Regions from separate parts of the Mus musculus genome. Here all the other regions are linked to region 3. Evidence: chromatin contacts called from public HiChIP or PLAC-seq data. All regions are on one chromosome and are shown on one strand. Each heading gives the region's core, a stretch centred on a gene start, on an enhancer-like site or on the middle of the called end of the contact. The rest is flanking DNA. Distances are from core to core; before and after follow the strand shown.

Region 1 (3,716 bases), core at 919-3,418, 490 kb before region 3:
TCTTTCTTTATTCTGACTCTTTGTCCCCCCCTTTAAAATTTATGACCTCTTCTTTTACACAGACACAGACACATACACACACAGACACACACACACACACACACACACACATACACACATACATATACACATTCACACACACACATAAACACAGATATCCACACATCCACACACATCCACACACACACACACACACACACACACACACACACACACACATATATATATATATGCATATACACACACACATATACACATATACATAACATGCCCACATATACATACATATACACACATACACATATATATACACATACATGCACACATATATACACACATTCACACACACATTCACAGATATGTATATATAGATACAACCTGCTCAATCTATTTAGTGTTGCTCATATATGTGCATATGTATATGTATGTGTACTCTGTGTGTGTGTGTAATGAGAGGAAATAGTTTAGGATTGAATAACCTGTTAGAGGACTCAACTGTGGAAAATGATAGCTTCTCTCAGCAGCCATTGTCTGTAGCTTTTCATCTAGGAGTGGAGCCTTGTGAGATTTACTCCATTATGCTGAAAGTCACCAGATGTTGCCATTGTTTTGATCTTGATTAGGTGACCATATTGTTGAGTTTTCTAGACTGGAGCCTCCCTGTTATGTATAAAAGACACACCCTTACAGTTTGTGTCCTGTCCCTTTGGCTCTTATTATGTTTCTACCTGCCTCTTCCCTGATGTTCCCTAAGCCTTAGGGGCTGGTGTTTATTGTAGGGTTGGGACCCCATCATTGCTCTGTCCACGTAGACCAGTCATGATATGTGTGAATAGATGTGGATTTCTGTGATGGTCTCTAGCAGTTCCAATAAAAAGCTTATTTGATGACAGTGAAAGCTACAGTTACCTGTTGGTGTAAGAGTAAGTGTTTGGAATGGAGTTAGAGGTTATAATGATTTTGAAAATTTGCAGCAGTAAGTTAGGTTGTCCTCTGGCATTCTCTTACATTTTTCACTAAAAAACAAACAAACAAACAAACAGACAAACAAACAAACAAACCATTTCTACGGGCTAAGGGTGTAGTTCTGGGACAGAGTACTTGCTGAGCATGTTTAAGGCCTGGACCCTCTCTGTCACTGCAAGAAACAAAGACCCAAATAAGCAAACAAGGCTTATTTTTGGATGATGTGTAGTTGGATGATCAAACCAAAGCAAACCAAACCACTTCCTGCTCAACTTCAAGGCAGATAAAATTCCAGCACTGAAGGGAGGAGATGGGCAGGAAGCCTTCCCTCCAGCTGAGGAGTAATGTTAATTTTTACATTTACCCCATGTGGTAACGCTTTATCATATTGTCCTATACTACTCTATGTATATAATAATAGTTTTAAATCATCAAGAAAAATGAACAATGGTGGTTTTTGTTGGTAGATAAGTTTGCAGTGCATTTTCCACAAGTATTTCCTCTGTCAGCTTTGAGAAGTGTATGCATAATTTAAAGCAGCAGCAAACTGTACCCAGAGGCCTCCTGAGACTTGCTCAGGGACTCTTGCTACTGAGTAGCAAAGTTAGACAAACCCCTGCGCTTTCTTATCTTAAATATTGTGTTCTTACATCCAGTTTCAGTCTGTGGGGGTATTTAACATGAGGTATGTTTTTTTAAAGGTTTTATAAAGTATGAAGATTGGCTTTTGTTTTCTGAGAAGCACATTTTTGCGGATGACATAACTTCTGATCCTGAAATGCAGTATTGTAATTAATGCCATCATAGTACTTTCAGTGTGCCTCTTTATGGATTTCTTATAACCTTAGGAAGTCACTATGACTAAGTGTGGGAGAACTCAAGGTCAAGGGCAGAGGATATCCTACAGCTTGGATTTAAGCCCAAACAATCTGACTCTGGTTTCCTGAACCCAGCCCAGCAAGGACACTGCCTCATTGAAGGTACAACTCTAAGTGCAAGCTGCTAAATAGAATGCCACCTAGCTATGTTCATTTATTCTCAATAAATGTGAGCTTCATTTACCTCATTCTGTTAGATAGATCTGAGAGTACACTCCTTGGATACAGTTGGGAATGCTCTGGTCTTCTACTTGTAAGCTGTGGGTAATGTGCTGTATCTTTCTTCATCACTCATAGTAACAGCTGAAAGTGGACTGAATCCAAGGCCTCTGCATCATCTTGAATTCTTCCATGAGAACTGTTCCTCACTGGTAGTTCCTGCTGCTTCTCACTGCCATAGTCCTACCCAGAAGCCTCTGTTTCATAGCACTTCCTGACCTCAGGCACAGAATAAACACAATCACACAATTTATTACCATGTAATCATTATTTACCTGGGGGGGGGGTGAATTCAGAACAATAAATTCTAAATTTCACTTCCCAAAGGTCCAAACCACTCTTCCTCATTCTTGCAAATTGTCTAATCACCTTGTATAGATCAGAACTCATATGGTTGAGGAGTAATCATTATGGACTGTGAATTATTAAATCAACAACTTTAAAAATTCCTAGAAGTTTGCTACAAAGAAACAGCATAAGAGAGAAAAAAAACCCTCCCTTTTCTTACTCAGTGTTATTTATTTGGGCTGGGAATATAGCTGAGTTATCGGAGTGACAGCCTCATGTGGCCCAATGTTTTGATCCCGAGCACTGCATACACTGGATGTGGTGGTATGTTTATCCATCTAGTTAGCAGCATGAACCTGGGAAAGCAGGGCCTAAAAATGAGTCAGACTAAAGTCTTACACAATAGCCAGCTTTATTCAGAGTGCCAGGCAATTTATACTCCGAGGGTTAAGAAGAATCACAGAAGTAAGGTGTTCAATCACAATGACAAGCCACATGTGGCAAAAACATGTTTTTCCATAGAGGCATATAAATAACCATGACTAAGGTAGACTCACTCCTATCTCCTACACCTGGGAGGAGCATAAAAACACATTCCAAGAACAATTCTGTGCTTTGAAGAAGCTTATATCACAAGACTCTTGTCTTGTATTCCTGGCATTTTCTCATGAGTATTCAGAATTCTCACATAACTCCATTCTTGGACTGCATTCTGACAGTGGTATATACATACCTATAACTTCATACTTGGGGAGTAGAGGCTGCCGTTAGAGTATCTGAAGTCCAAGGTCATTCATGACTACCTACCTAACTACTTTGAGGTCAGACTGTGCTACCTGTAACCCTGGTAATTTTATTATCAACTTTAGATGATATAGTTTAACATGACCATGGTGTGGAAACTGAGACATGCGTAAAGAAAATGACAGGCAGAGAGGAAGCTTCAGACAGGATGCATCATGCTTTAGTTGCTTTATCATTGCCAAGAATAAACGCCATGGCTGCAGGGATGAGAAGGCACTGAGAGACAGCAGCAAAAAGCGGGCTTGATTTCAAAAGGATGCCCTAGGTCCAGAACAGGGTTACTTAGGTTTTCTCAGCCTCCAGCTGGAGATTCCTTTTGGAAAGAACAGGGAATGTGGGGAACATGTGTTGTCATTCTCTACTTTCATGTCTCTGTATCCACAGCTGAAACTCTATTCATCCCACGTATTCACGACTCTTGCATCCCAATGACAAATCATTTAAGGGGAAGAAGGGCTTATTTTGACTCTTAGTTTCAGAGGAGTTGGTCTGTAGTCATCTGGTCCCAAGGACTTGGGCAGATCACTGTGATGGTAGGGACACCTGGTGCAGAGGTGTTTG
Region 2 (3,455 bases), core at 720-3,219, 350 kb before region 3:
CAGGGAGTTCAGTAATGGGTAGATATAAATAACAACCAAATTTAATAAATATATGAAAATGTCATAATGATACCATTAATGTATAATATATTAAATTAAATTGTAAAAAAATTAAAAGGAAGAGATGAAAAGTACAGTTTCTTCTCAATAGTGATGTACTCTAGAAACAATGAGAATGTAGGAAGGAAGATGTGAAGAGACAGAACAAAGGGGAAGGGCCATTGTCTAGAATATCAATGAGTGATAATCTCTCTCTTTAATGGATAACCCACTGATATTTATTGGACGTTGATTTTTGGAAGTCATACTGCTAAGCACTGAGCCTATCTGAAGTTAAAGTGGCATACCTGCATTTGCCCTCATAAATATTCTTCTGGTTTGGAGTATAAAATGATGATTTAATTACCAGCCATGCAGGAGACTGGGGACAGTGGGATACTGTGCTTTGGGATTACACAGCCTGGAGATTTAGCCTAACATTCTTTTTTTTTTTTTGGTCTGAGGAGTTAAGAAAGGGAAGAAGGCAGACTTGTATAGGAGTCAAAGCCAGCCAGGCTAGGGAACAGCATCAACCACAGGAAACATAAGTATTCAAGGAGACATGAAGTCAACCAGACGATAGCCTTTAAAGTAGGAGATGTGAAAGATGAATCTGAGGAGATGAGTGAGGGTCACCTCATAAAAGATATTAGCTAAGAATTAGCGAATGTCATATGGAGGGCTGTAGGTGTTGGGGAGGCCAGCTGAGGACAATCAGCAGGGGAAGAACATTAATTCTGCATTTCCATGGATTGCAAAATTTAGAGTGGTTGGACTTCTGCACATAGCTTTTGGAATTAAGTTATGGAGTGCTCGGGAAGGACACATTCAGGTCATAGAATGCCTAGGCTCTTAACACCAGACTCATCATGTGGCAACTAGAACTGGCTTGCCTGTATTCCAAATGCCTCTTGCTCTGTGATCTCTGGCTGTAGTCAGGAAGTCAAGGGTGAATGTTCCTACCCACTGGATGGATGAAGAGGCTACATCTCTGACTGATTCAGACACGTGGCCACAATTACGTGTTGTGTGATGGTTTTGTAGTTGAGGCAGCCCCAGACTTCTGGCTCACTGCCCTGGTGCACTGCCTTTGCCTCAGAATTTACTGTGTGGGTTTTCATGGACCATTCAAAGCCAAGTAGTTCCCGAAAACAAAAATTGATTACTTTTCTCTATTTCAGTCTTCAGAATGGCACAGTGTTTCAACCATGACTGCCCAGACTTTCCTTTGTAATACTCCTACCATGCTGTAAATTACAACAATGTGTGCAATTGTGGGATTATCACAAATGAATTTCTGTGAAGTTCTCACTTTCCTCATAAGCTTTCTAAATTTCTCTCCAATAATTTAAATTCCTTTTACTGCTTTTATTTTTTTATTCATTCGGATGACATAGCAATGACTATAAAAGTAGTCATAGTTACTCGTTTTTAAAATACTTATTAATTTGTTTACATGTATATGTTCCTTGTGAGGATATATGCATGTGGAGGTCACAGAACAACCTTGAGTATTTTATGCCTTCCATCTTTCATGGTTTCTAAGCAGCTGAATACAGGTCAAGTTTGTGCAACAAATACTTTTTCTACTGTGCCATCTCCCCTGCCCATCATGGTCAATTCTTATCACCTATCACCTGTGCCGATGGTCGTTGTTCTCTATGGCCAAGGCCAGAGGATTAATAACTTTCTTAAAGTGATGGTTTTATATAAAGGTTAAGACTTAATATTTATGTTTGAGATTAATAACCATACAGAGTTTAGGAAGAAACTGTGTGTTTAGTGTTCTTGTTAGAAAAAAAAATAAAGATACAGGTGCTAAGGGAGGCTGACTGAACATCCCTAAGGGTAGTGGCACAGTCTAGACAAATGCTCCCTGCCTTTCTCCGGTAGGACTGCGGTGGCATAGTCTATTCTAATCATTGAGGTTGTTGCAGAGAACTTTGTGGAATGACTCATAAAGTAAATAGTAAAGTTTCATGTCTCATGCTGGAGTCAGTAGAAGTTAGATAAAAAAAATTTCTCAGGAATCATTTCGGGGGATGGGAATGGTGAGATGGGAGATGGGGCTATGAGGGTAGCTAACACGATTACCAAGTTTCCTTGAAATTTCCAAAGTCTGGGACATATTTCCCAAATATGATATGTTCGGAATTCCTTTCTAATCACAGCATGTTTGTTATTGTAACCAAAGTGATCTGCTGGAGAGGAGTGTGCTTTCTGGTGTGGAACAGCCATGGTGTGCAGCACTTAATTAACCACTGCTTTATTTATTTCTAGACACAGGGGCCGATTCTGCAGATGACTGGGTTTCACTTTTGTGGGTGGCAAAAAAAAAAAAAAAAAAAAAAAGAGAGAAAGTTTCACGAAGTAAAATATATGTGGCAGCAACTGATGGCCTTACATGTTTTCCTCCTCTGAGTCTTAGGAGTGGAAACTTCTCTTGTCCGCGGTGCACAGAAGCAGGCGTGAGTTATGATTATGGTCTTTGCCTTGTAATTTCTGTGTCATCAAGATGTGCTCTGTTTATTACTGCACTTAGAAAGCCTTGGGATATTAGCCACATAAAGTCTCTGTCTGTGGATTCGATTACCACACCCATCAGTTGTTCCAGGAAAGTGAGACTGGAGAATCATCCTTCCGGGGAGAAGGCATCCCTGCTTGTGCAGTCTACTGGGGACGGTTTGTGAGAGTTCATTATATCAGGAGTGGCCCCTAGGGAGCCCCTGGCTTATCTCTTTGTCTTCTCCCTGAGCATCTGAGGAATTGACACTCAGAAAAAGAATAGTTCAAAACCGTAGCAAAATTGAAGATGTGGCTTTCCAAGAACATATTCTCTGTGCAGTGGATGGGTTATCCTAGAATCTAGCCAGATTCCTTTGAAACTTTTTTTTAATTAAATAAATTTAATTTTTTACACTCTAAAAGTTGCCCACTGTCTTGGTCCCCCCCCCCCCGTCTGAGTTCTCTACCCCCTGCCTCTGCCTCTGAGAGGGTACTCCCCTATCGTTCCACCCACCACCACCTCAACCCACCAGTGTCAAACACATATGAGATGAAAATGCGGGGAGTGAATTACCTAACTGACAAACTTGAAGAAGTATGATGTCTCAGTCTTCATAGAATAAAAAGTGGAGGTGTGTTTGGAGTTTAAAAATGAAAGATGGCACAAAAATAGCTCTGATTTTTGTAAACAGCTCTTTCAAGAGCTTTTTGTATCTCTGTAAGGAAAACAAATGACCCCCAAAGGAGTTCATGGAACATGGGTCCCTTATTAGTAGAAGGGAGACCTGCCTTCAAATAGTTCCATTCTGTGGAATGTAATGAATATTTTCACAAAATTCTAAGGATTAGTATTCCATGTGATATTAAATAGTGTTTACACTAGAAAAAATCATATAAAATTTATATAGACA
Region 3 (3,326 bases), core at 351-2,850:
AATGTGTTGTCTGTCCTGTTTTCAAAGGTTACGTAACCTTCGGTGAGTGGAGCCTCAATGAAGTGGATGAGCTATGCAGGATGAGTCTTGACATTCTATACCATTATCCTAATTTCCTGTCTCTGCTTGGCTCTCTGGTTGCAGATGCAAACTGACCTGTTGCCTTCGGCACCTTCTCCATGCCTTTCCCATTGGGATGGAATTTCTCTCCTGTAACTGTAAGTCAAAAATTCTTTTCATCCTTAAGGTTGCTTTTGGCCACAGCAACAAGAAAAGTGTCTAATAATATAGTATTTTATATTATATTTGTGGTAGAGGTATTGAAAATGTACATTTAAGAACAACAAAAACAAATAAAAACAAACAAACAAAGAACAGGACAATGGGTTAAGCCCTGACACAAGTTCAAACCTCTGTAATTGAATCTTTATTTCATATTATATAGCATAGATTTTTCTGATATAAAAGAGGAAATAAACGTCTTAAATGATGTTCTAATTACTGTATCTTACAGACCTCAAGAGTGGCAGATCACCAAGCAATAAGCACACTTATTTGGAGTCATTGCCTCCTCACCAAATATGTAAGGTGTATTGATCAAAAATAGACAGAATAAACCGATAAGTGAGGAGCTCACAGGATTTCCTAGTGTATGTGCTAGATCATCTATTTCCTCTTGCATGTTACTGAATAAAAGGCTATTTTCAGTCAGGAGAAACAATGACACAAAATACCACTGCCTCCATTTGCAAGAGACTTTGTAAGTGCCTTACAGGAAGTTAGTCATGGCCCTTGAATGGTGTGTAAGAGCACTTGCACTGTTAAATCGCATGCTTACTTCAGGATTCTGGAATCTTCCCAAACTGTTTGCTTACCTTTGGCTGAATTTTCTGACTAGATGGAAGGGGCTTTCCAATGATTTGCCACACAGGGCTTATCTTGAATTGTGTAACAGGCAGTACAGGGACTAGGCAACTGTTTGAGATCGAGAAATGACTATGTACATTATCAACAATTGTTTGTAGAGATAGAGGGAAGGGTTGTTAACTTCCTTTGGAAAACAAATCTTTTGCTAATTACTATGCTATCTGGCTTGTAGACAGATGAATAGAGAAAAAAGTCACAAAATGTTATGTTTTTAATTCTGGCCATTTGATATAACACTACCTCTCCCTATGAAAATTCTCCGGACTCTGTCCTAGAATAGCATTTTACTTGAGGAAACAGTGTAGTATTTTGAGACAAGAAGACATACAGCAATCCTGGACTCATTTAAATTGACTAATATGCTTTTGTTTTTCTGAGCATGTGTTTGTTCAGGTTTCAAATGGAGGGACCATGATCCCATAAAATACAGGGATGTTATAAAGGTCAAGAAAGACAATATCTATAAAAGGGGCTACTGGTCAAGAACTGAGTCAGATAGGAATCTCTGTTGTTATTGTGTTAGTTATTCAGTTAAGAAATTTTGCCTGCTTCATAGTAGAATTTGTGATCTACATCTAAGACTTTGCAAAAGAAAGTAAGTATCTTGAGGTTAGGACTTAGTCATCTCCTAACCCCTCAAAGTCTAGTGAAACTTGTGTAAATCTCCTACTTTTCTCCCAGAAACAAATCCTGTTGAGGACACTCCCCTCTTGACATCTCCTTAGTAAAGAACACTCACACAGCAGGGGTGAATGCACTTTAGAAAAGACTTCAGCTCATTCTGCACTAGGACTCTGAAATTTAATTTTAGCCACAGTGTTGATGGAACAGATCACAGAGCTTGGGCCACTCTTCAGTGGAAATGAAATTGGAGAAGGGCATGGAGCCAAAAATAAGGGCCTTTCTGTCTAGTGTTTGGGGACATGGACTTGAGAATTTCAAGTGGCCACCAGTCCCTCCCTCACTGCCAACACTGCACAACTCTTGGCTGAAACCTCACTAGGACATGAGGGTCTTGCTATAGGAAAAGAGAGTTCCTTTTTACTGACACCAAGCTCAGCAGAAAGGAATGCACTTCAAATAGCCCTGTTTGCTCAGTAACCACATTTGGGCTTCATGGTCTTTGGAGCCCTGCTCTCTTTGTAATTGACACACATCGGGAGCCGGCTGCTGATAGCAAAGACAGTGAGTTTGGTTTAGAGTAGGGCCTCATGTAGAATGCTATTAGCTGACCCTGCCCAGGATGTCTTCTTATCCTAATGAGAGAGGAGTGCTAAGGAGGAAGAAATAGTTGTCTATGACAAATGTAGTACTTTCCTGTTTTCTGTATTGCTACATACTATATAGTTTCTCAAAACCTTGTTGGAAATGCTTTTGTCAGAATCATGAATATCAGAGATTATTACCTGGGTCCTATTTGTAACAGTACACTTACTGCTAGTAAAAATGGTAGCTTCTTATAACTTACACCTTAAATTCTCTCACTTAAAATCCTCATAACGTGCCCAGTGTGGTGGCTTAAGCCTTTAATCCCAGCACTTTGGAGGCAAAGGCAGGCGGATTTCGGAGTTCAAGGTCAGCCTGGTCTACAAAGTGAGTTCCAGGACAGCCAGGGCTATACAGAGAAACCCTGTCTTGAAAAACCAAAAAAAAAAAAATCTTCATAAGACTCATCCACGGACTGACTCCCATCATTCTACATTAGCAAGAACCAAAGATTCAGATCTTCATGTTAAATTTCCCAAATAACCTTATGATGTTCATATAGTTCAAATTTTCAGTTCAGAATCTATGGATTTAAAATACTTCCTGAACTGGTTTATTGTAGTTATCTTACCATTAACCTCAACAAATGATCTGATGATACCATAGCATACACATTGTCCCAATGGTTATTCAACTGCCAAATGTAGGATGACTGACTAAGAATCTAAGCTTCGCATTCAGGAAGAAAAAGGACATCTCTAGCTGCATATGTTTCAAAAGATGGCCTAGTCAGCCATCACTGGAAAGAGAGGCCCTTTGGACTCGCAAACTTTATATGCCCCAGTACAGGGGAACGCCAGGGCCAAAAAGGGGGAGTGGGTGGGTAGGGGATTGGGGGGGTGGGCATGGGGGACTTTTGGGATAGCATTGGAAATGTAAACGAGGAAAATACCTAATTAAAAAAAAAAGGAAAAAGGACATTGCACAGAGAGACTTAGTTTAGTTTCTCTCCTTCCATGATGCTATAGTTCCATTAGTGTTAGAATTTTACTCATGTTTTCTCTATACAAATTGTGCCATGTCTTACTGACCCTCTTTATGCCATTAAAGGGATTACCTTGTGCCTTTGGTGATGTCCTTTCTTCATTCCTTAACTGAACTCCAGCTTATCTTCAGAATTTAGCCAACCTTTC

The links. HiChIP or PLAC-seq counts read pairs in DNA pulled down with a chosen protein or histone mark.
Region 1: a FOXA1 HiChIP or PLAC-seq map of pancreatic cancer cells shows a contact between it and region 3. The contact joins two enhancer-like sites. A contact is called at or near these places in 1 of 15 datasets of contacts at CTCF or cohesin (the NIH/3T3 cell line), 1 of 115 datasets of contacts at active chromatin or transcription factors (pancreatic cancer cells) and 1 of 9 other capture datasets (embryonic trunk).
Region 2: a contact with region 3 is called in an HNF4G HiChIP or PLAC-seq map of pancreatic cancer cells. The contact joins two enhancer-like sites. A contact is called at or near these places in 1 of 484 Hi-C or Micro-C datasets (adipose-derived mesenchymal stem cells) and 1 of 115 datasets of contacts at active chromatin or transcription factors (pancreatic cancer cells).

What each region holds. Positions count from the first base shown.
Region 1 is chr15:63,557,028-63,560,743 of GRCm38.p6, reverse strand. No RefSeq gene overlaps it. Among named protein-coding and RNA genes, the nearest start is that of Gm25702, 78 kb to the right of the region's middle. Within about 2 kb of position 2,168, at least 20 of the 459 cell types and tissues checked have an H3K27ac peak or open chromatin away from gene starts, as enhancers often do. A contact at or near this core is called in the NIH/3T3 cell line and pancreatic cancer cells, where this site is marked.
Region 2 is chr15:63,410,440-63,413,894 of GRCm38.p6, reverse strand. No RefSeq gene overlaps it. Among named protein-coding and RNA genes, the nearest start is that of Gm41335, 55 kb to the right of the region's middle. Within about 2 kb of position 1,969, at least 28 of the 459 cell types and tissues checked have an H3K27ac peak or open chromatin away from gene starts, as enhancers often do. A contact at or near this core is called in pancreatic cancer cells, where this site is marked.
Region 3 is chr15:63,064,810-63,068,135 of GRCm38.p6, reverse strand. It overlaps Gm41334 (a long non-coding RNA gene), which reads left to right. Exons shown (of 3, transcript XR_875378.1): 2 at 145-218; 3 at 515-636. Among named protein-coding and RNA genes, the nearest start is that of Gm41334, 4.3 kb to the left of the region's middle. RefSeq lists an enhancer at 525-2,434. Within about 2 kb of position 1,600, at least 43 of the 459 cell types and tissues checked have an H3K27ac peak or open chromatin away from gene starts, as enhancers often do. A contact at or near this core is called in the NIH/3T3 cell line and pancreatic cancer cells, where this site is marked.